2 separate regions of the Sparus aurata genome follow, and region 1 is linked to region 2. Evidence: chromatin contacts called from public Hi-C data. All regions are on one chromosome and are shown on one strand. Each heading gives the region's core, a stretch centred on a gene start, on an enhancer-like site or on the middle of the called end of the contact. The rest is flanking DNA. Distances are from core to core; before and after follow the strand shown.

Evidence for each region. A called contact is a pair of places that touch in the nucleus more often than the background predicts.
Region 1: a Hi-C map of an unstated tissue shows a contact between it and region 2, with 2.6 times the contacts expected there. The contact joins the promoter of LOC115594354 here to the promoter of ovca2 in region 2. A contact is called at or near these places in 2 of 2 Hi-C or Micro-C datasets (skeletal muscle and an unstated tissue).

The regions. Positions count from the first base shown.
Region 1 is chr13:4,948,998-4,953,308 of fSpaAur1.1, forward strand. LOC115594354 (replication protein A 70 kDa DNA-binding subunit-like) reads right to left here and starts at 1,616. Exons shown (of 17, transcript XM_030438392.1): 1 at 1,478-1,616; 2 at 892-939; 3 at 621-699; 4 at 55-163. The coding sequence starts at 1,510. It overlaps smyd4 (SET and MYND domain containing 4), which reads left to right and starts at 1,876. Exons shown (of 10, transcript XM_030438391.1): 1 at 1,876-2,107; 2 at 2,339-2,483; 3 at 3,324-3,413; 4 at 4,187-4,311. The coding sequence starts at 1,971.
Region 2 is chr13:4,725,612-4,729,609 of fSpaAur1.1, forward strand. ovca2 (OVCA2 serine hydrolase domain containing) reads right to left here and starts at 1,694. Exons shown (of 2, transcript XM_030437151.1): 1 at 1,289-1,694; 2 at 1-443. The coding sequence starts at 1,430.

The DNA.
Region 1 (4,311 bases), core at 366-2,865, 220 kb after region 2:
ATCAAATAGAAAGGAGAGAGAGGATAGGGGGGACATGAAAATGAAAACACAAACCTGCCATCTGACAATGTGTTGGTGACCGTCTTCTTCACCTTACACACACAATTAGGTACCAGGAGGTTGTCTTCGGGCAGGTGGTTTAGCTGTGTGGCCAGCAGGAAGGCTACACACACACACACACACACACACACACACACACACACACACACTGAGTCATGTACATCTGGTAAAAAATTCAACAGATTTTTCGCTGACTATCTTCTGAGCAGAAATGTTCCTTCAGCGCAACTGTTCTACATTATAATATTTATCTAAATACCACCGATTAGGAACAAGGCAATTAAAGGTGCTTTACAGCACAACAGAAATATCTTAGATATAACACATTATGAAAATGCTATGTTGCACTTAAAAGACAAGAAAACAAAACAAAAAAATAACCAAATAAATAGTTACAGATACAAAAAAAAGCATTTAAAAGACAATAAAAACAAAAGAAACGCATATGGATGGTTAAAGATTAAAAAAGGAGCTTTGTCGGATTCAACATGTTTGTTTGTCAACAGGACCCCACATGTACCTCAGCAAACTGAACCCACAGTCTGCTTTAAGATACTCACACGACCAAGAGTGCTGGCCGTCGCTCATCATGAGCCGGTACCTGGGTGGACCAGCAGCACTGGGGATCTGACGTATGTTCTGACAAACAGAGGGCAGGATGGATTATAAGCAAAACAACCAGGTACCAAGCAAGTAAAGAATGTGGAAAATCCAGGTAAGAGGTAAGACAGAAATTGTTACACAATAGACAAGGGTTTTATCAGACACTTCCAAGATGGAGCTTCAAGTACAACATAGCAGGATTTGTTGTGGACTCCTTAAAGCACTTACCAGCAGCTGCATCACAGAATCTCTCACCTCCAAGCCTCTGCACAGGGCCTGGACATTAACAAACATGGACTTGTTATTATCTACCGCCTGTCCCCATCCTGTCCCATCACATTAACATGCTGCTAATGAAAAGGTACAGCCTAACATCAATTAGAGATAAATGAAGTGGCAATTATTTTATTTCGCCACAAGCAGGTAAGCATGAGTGGATAAACAGGACGGGGCTGTCCTGTTGTTTCAATCAACTCAACAGACCGCACACGTTTGGAGAAACTGGCCAAAAGGTGAGACTTCAGTCCGCACCACGTAAATATGCCTTGTAGTGCGTCGTAATGTGAGTAAATTAAGTAAGCAGAGTTTATTTAACCACATAAATTCACTACTGGACGGTTAAAACAACAACAACAACAACAACAGCAAAGTATTTGATTTGTCAGTGGCACTGCTGACAGCTGACATTAAATCTCGTTAGCTTACATTGCTAGCAGCTGCAGCTGTTGGTGCTACATTGCTTAAGTGCCAGCCTCGAGACATCGAGTCAAGACAAATAACATAATAATTCTGTTATATTAATATTTAGGCTTACTTCAACTGCCCCCTGGGAGAGTTTTACACTCATGTTTCCTGTTTACAGGGCTTCTCACAGCCAGTAGACTTCAGCTTTTGTCAGACGTTCCTGTCAAGTTGGAGGTGTGAAACGTATCGCGAGAGAAGAGCGACGAACGTGATTTTTGTAAGTATGTCAAAAACACGAACTACACAGGATGTGGTACATCAATTACTTCAAAATAAAATAGTATAGTCGGTCGGGGTGTTGTAACAATGACAGCAAGTATACATGTATCGAAATTAACAACTTAAAAGTCTAATTACTATCGATTTAGGTATGAGTGAAGAAGAAAATAACCTAAAATCTTCGATTTCCCTTGAACATTAATGGTTCATCTTTTATTTTGAATGTCGCAGTCGGAAACTTCCTTTTGGTCCCCGCTAGCTTAACTGAGGATGTAGCTGACGTGACACGGACTCAAAACAAACCCCAAATGATCTCCGCTGCCCATGTGGACATGTTGTAGTTCATGATGGATCTTCCGAGTGTCCAGTGGCAAGATCACGTTGCACAGAAATGGACCTCACTCGACCCCGATATAAAGGAGCATTTCACATCCCTGCTTGAGATAGATGATGTCTTTAAATACTCCTTAACTCTGACAACGTGAGTAGCTACTCTAGTAGAGTACACAGTTTATTAGTAGCCCACATAGAGGACATATATTCATTTTTATTGGACCACAACGCTTGTATTTACGTGCCAAAAGTCAACATAGGTTTCCACTGAACTTGTACGTGACTATGAACATTAAACACCTCCGTTTCCCTGCGGCTCGGTAACATTAAGAGTGACTGAGTGCAGTTGCTGGTAATGTTCTCCATTTTTGTTTCACAGCCAAGACGATCTGGACTTTGTGCAGTCAATCTCTGCAGGGAACTCAGTACAGAAGGACACACAGCCAGCAGCCAAATGCAGGGAGAGAGGGAACTCGAGCTTCAAGATCAGAGACTACACTGCAGCTGCTCTGCACTACTCACAGGTGGAGTGGAAATCACATTCACTTTTCTCCATATGAGCCATAAAATAGAAAAAATGAATGTTAAAACCCACCATTCCACTCAAATCAATGCCCCTCTTTCATTCTTATGATGTGTGTGTTTTAGGGGTGTGCCAAAATATCGATACTACGATATATCGCGATATTTCGTCTTTAGGTACGTTATCGATACACTGGTGCCAAATATCGATATTTAAAAATGTAAAAAAAAAAATATATATATATTTTTATTTTTTTGTTTTTTATTTTTTTGGCCCACCACCACCACCCCTCTTCGGAGGACAGCTTTATCTTTATTCAAACATAGGTATACAACCAAATAAATTTTAAAAAATGGTTTAAGTAGCTCTGAAACCCACACATATAGATATTTAATGATAGTTGTAGTCAGTGTGTGTGTTAAGAAGAGACACTGTGCAATATACTCTTTGTTTACTTGGCTGTCATTCATGTGAAATTGATTGACAATGTTTTGTAATTCCTGTGAAATGGATTCAGTGCAGTCAATAAATTCTGAATTTCTTCAGTGACACAGATATCGTGATGTATCGTGGATGAAATTCCTTGCAATATATCGATTATCGCAGAATCGCTGTATCGCGATATTATCGTTATCGTGGGCAAAATATCGTGATAGTATCGTATCGCGAGGTACCTGGTGATACCCAGCCCTAGTGTGTTTATGTATCTGTTCTAGTTTATTGAGATCAGAAGAAGATGGCTGATTTTTCAACAGTAATTTAAAGATTTCTTAGTAATATCCCCCCCCAGTCCTTATTCAAATGTACCAACATCCAGCTTCTTTGTCTCCTGTCATGACAGGGTGTGTGTTTGGCTCCCCTCAGTTCGGAGCAGCTGTCTCTGTGCTATGCCAACCGCTCTGCTGCGCTCTACCATCTGCAGCTCTACCAGGTGAGTTGGCTCCATTTTCAACGATCATATAATGAGGTCTTGTCGTACTTGAGGTATCATAAAAAATAAAAAAAAAAACCTGTTAAAACCAGTTCTGCATCTCAGATCGTGTCATTGTGAGCGGGACCTTGCACTGCATGGAAACAATACCACGCTGTTCAGTCCACACAAAGAGCAGATGATTTGTGAGAGCACAGACAAAAAGTTGATTTCGGAATGATCTCACAGGATTTACTGACTTAATGTGACTGTCTCAGATGTATCAGTGACATTAAAGTGCGTCCTTCACTCAGCCACTTGGGTAATATATGACTTTCACTACAGGAACCTTTCCCAGGTAATATAACAGAGACTATTAAAGATAGATGGGTTTAATCTCATTATTGGCTAATTGACTTGACCTTGGTTCAATATTTTATTTCTTTAACTTTAATAACACAATTCAGACACATTTCAGAGTCTTTTATGTGCCGTCGTTACTGCTTGTGCGAGGCCAAAACATGAAGATGAAATCAGCAATGCACATGATAGTCAGCTATTGAACGGCCTTTTGAAGTATAGATGGAGCAGAAATGATGCTACTGCTGATATGCCATACGGTTCAGAACAGAACTTCACCTCATTTTCCAGCTACATGGGTTTGATGACTGAATTTAAATGTTTTGGGTGAACTTCCCCTTTAAAGCTAAAACGCTGACTCAAAAAAGTTATTAAAAGTCGTGCTCCAAATCTTGGATTCTGTAGTAGCCCACACTGTTTCTGTTTCTCTTCAGGCGTCCCTTGATGACATCGACAGAGCTCTGAAAAACGGCTATCCCGCTCATCTTTCACACAAACTAGAGGACCGCCGCTCACAGTGCCTCAAGCACCTCTCTGTCGATCAAAATGCAAAAGAGGA
Region 2 (3,998 bases), core at 444-2,943:
TGTCAGAACCTGCGGGTCTTGGAAGGAGGGAAGCAGCTCCCTGCTCATGTTGTCAGGGATGACTCGGTCCTCCAGTCCAAACACATGCAGGGATGGGATCAGGAGGGGAGTACTGTAGAACGTCTGGTGTTCCTTACACGCGCTGCGGAAACCAGCGACAAGTATGGCAAAGCGGAAGTTGAACTCTGGCTCCAGTTTTTGCTCCTGAAGAGAGCAGACCATGGCCACAAAAGCAGCTCCCTGACTAAAGCCCAGGATGCCATCAAATGGACCTTGGACCTTCACAGCTTCTCTTACAGTCGTCAAGCTCTCGTCAAGTCCCAAGCTTTCCTCACACTGCTGCTGTGCGCTGAAACTCCGAGCCTGGACATCAGAAAACCACCAGCCCCTCTGGTCCTCATCGCCTCCAACTCCAGGACAGGAACCATTCTCCTTATCCGGAGCTTAGGAAAAAAAGAAAGAAGAAAGTGTTAATTTTACTCTATTAAATATACATCCAAATGGGACGCACTTCTGAAATCAAATCTTTGGACACAAATACAAACATTTACTGCTTAATTTACAACATTATTTCCTTATGAAAACATAAAAACCTAAAATGTCTGTGTTGTGAGTGTTGCCTGTGACATACTGAAGGGATTTTCGAAATTCTTATACATAGTTTGCATACAATAAGGAAGCTATTTTCAGATTGACCATGTACATAGTGTAGTATAGGTAGGGGAAGAACTGATTATCGACACTGGCAGGTTGGAGATAAAATAAACTAATTTAAAAACGTCCTCTCACACTATGTCCCGCTTACAACAATACCTGAGAGGTAACATGTCACAATTAATAGCTTTTATCTAACTGCTCATCTGAATCTGCAAAGCAACTCGTAACTAAGTGTATCAAATACATTTATAAAGAAGCAGAAACTGGAAATACTCAAGTAAAGTACTGCAAAATTGTAATTAACAGCACTAGAGTAAATTGTACTTCGTTAGTGGTTGATGGAGATTTTGACACAAGGTAAAAGGCAACTAATAAACACCAAAGAGCTACATTTATTAAGATAATCATGACTATATCTAAGAAGTAATTGAGTACTGTTTATGCCAGAGTTTGCTCTTCGGTTAAACTGTTTACTTTGTTCAAAACATACAAACACGTCGATGAGAAGTCAGTGTAGAATAAAGTGAGAGGAAGCTTCATGTCACCACTTCACTGTCAATAACATGAAGTCACCTAGCTAGCTGTCCTAGCTGTGAGTGTTCAGGGGGACAGTGTGAGGTGGAGGACCCACCTTGCTGCACACTGTGCGGTGCACTCAGGTAAACCAGCTCCACTTGTTTCTTCAGCAGCTTCCGCAGAGCTCCCGTCTTCTCCCGGAACGAGCTGCCGTTCTGACGGTACCCGTGGATGCACAGGACCCGGAGGGGCGCCATTCAGAGGTTAGCCTAGCTAAACTTAGCTATCGCTAGCCGGAGAAGTTAGTTTCAACTACAGCTCGGAGGACATAAAACAAATAACAAGTCGTTTTCATTAAGTTAAACACTTGAACTGGGCAGATAAAATAAACTGCTATAATATCTCAGGAGATATAAACGACACGGAGGAGCTGGTTACCTGTCAAAGATAATGAAAGTTCAACACGTTACAACGGCTGCTCGCGAGACCCACCGGAAGGAAGGATCAGTACTTCCGTTTATTCTTTTCAAATTAAAATCCTTGTTGGTAAATAAAAATAAAATGCAGTATACATTTTTCAAAAATTATTAGATTAGTGTTATTTGTTTGTATATTGATTGCTGATAAACTAAATTTATTTGAAAATGTGATACTTTGGCTCTGAGTCACTCATCCTGTAGTTCCCTTACCTCTCGATTGTATTTTTGATTTATTTGTATTTCTGATTTACTTATACTGCTGCTACGATGACCTTATTTCCCCTCAGGGACAAATAAAGCTATCTATCTATCTATCTATCTATCTATCTATCTATCTATCTATCTATCTATCTATCTAGTAATTAACGTTTTCAAACAAATGTAGTCGAGCCAAGTTAGGCCTTGATGCCTTTTCAAAGGTTTTATTTGTTGCATACACAAACAATATGTGTGGACTGTACCTGGACTAGGAGTAAAAAACATAAATGAGGTGAAAGAAATAAAAAGGATACACATTTAGACATGATAAGTATTTGTATTGTAGGTATTGAAGAGTGCATATATGCAGGAGGGAGCAAAGGACAGACAGAGTTCAGATCATCCTTGCGATGGCCTCAGTAAATAAGCTGTATAGTCTCTGGGTTGGACTTTAGAGGTGTTTACTAGCGCAGAGAAGAATTCATCAGACTGTCATTCAGACATCAACAGTCATTTTTCATCAGATAAAACAGCAACAGCTGAATTTTGACAGCTGTTCCTGTGTACTGCTGCCTGCCTGCCTGCTCCGCTTTCTTCAGCATTGGATATGATTAACATGATAACTGCAAATACTGATGATGCTGCAACCATTCACACCGGCCAGATGACCTGCTACACATTTTGTGCTTTTTTATATGCCATCCATATGCCATGCTAAAATTGCTAAAAAAAAAAGAGTATTTTTCTGTACTTGTCTGAATTACTCAATACTAGACATTCTTCTCTACAGTGTCTGCTACTTGGATTGATTGAATTGCGCTGATAAATGAATAGTGTGGGTATTGCATGGTAGAGAAAACCTGTCAGACTTTGTGATATCTTGGTTGAAGATGTCCTTTGGCTTTTGCAACATACTTTTCTGAGAAAGTTGATTACTGGAACCAAAACTTCACTCTATCTTTATTTGTCTATGAGCAATGGAAAACCATTCAAGCAAACAACAACAAAAGTCGTCCTCTTACTGTCTGACTGATGCAGGACTAATGGATACGGTGTGTTCTTGCATTTCTGGGGCAGAATAACGGAGTCTTTGCTACCTGGTGGGAGGCTGACCCCTAAAGACACGGATGAAAACGTTTCTTGCTGTGACATCGCAGACAAAGCCAGGTGATACAACGCAGCTACTGTAAAAATCATGAAATCTTTGAGCAATTAAATCTTTCATCTCTCTGCAGCAACACAGACAAAAATACCCCGACAAAGAACTTCATTTTCAACACACATAAAAGCGACATGCTAATTCTAGGCCACAGGAACTCACTTATCAGACTCACTTTCAACTTCAGCGCCAGCACAGTTCTCCCGAAGGACCGTGTCAGAAAAAATACAGACATTATCTTTGATCCGGATTCTCTTTTTGACAAACATATGAAGCCAATATCCCGAACACCACATTATCACTTCAGCAGTGATAGCCAGGAGCTGGCATTTAGCCCTTCCTCCTAAAGGGTTTGGGGACGGCTCAAAGCAACGACGGCTATAAAAGCCCAGCGCTCAAAGAGGGGAAAAATGGATGATGGGCGAAAAAATGAAAGGCCTTAATTAAGTTTGCATTAACTTTTACCGCACACCCTCTAGGCATCCGATGTGTACATATTTTCCCAGGTCCCATATTATGCTAATTTTAAGGTCTATACTTTTATTTTAGGGTGTTTACTAGAAAACGTTTGAATGCCTTAATGTAAAAAAAACCCTGAAAACATGATTTTTCTGATACTGCACATTGCTGCAGCACCTCTATTCATCCTCTGTTAGAAAACGCAAGCCTCAGGAAAAGCCCAGTCTGCTCTGACCAATAAGAGCAGAGCATGTTTTTACAGCAGCCAAGAGTCTGTAGGGGGCTATAAATGAGCGTAATAACTGCAAAGCTGTGACATCACAAGTTTCTGAATACAGACTCCATTTCTTCATTGATAGAACAAATTGAGACTTTCACAAGATCAATCAATGTAGCGTTGTCGTGTCAGTTTCTGTTAACGTATCTTTGACACTAAAATCACGTGGCTCCGGGGTCAACCCACTAAGATGATTACTGAGATGTCTTATGAGCATTTGTGTGTTATGAAAGCGCTCTGGTCAGGGTTTACC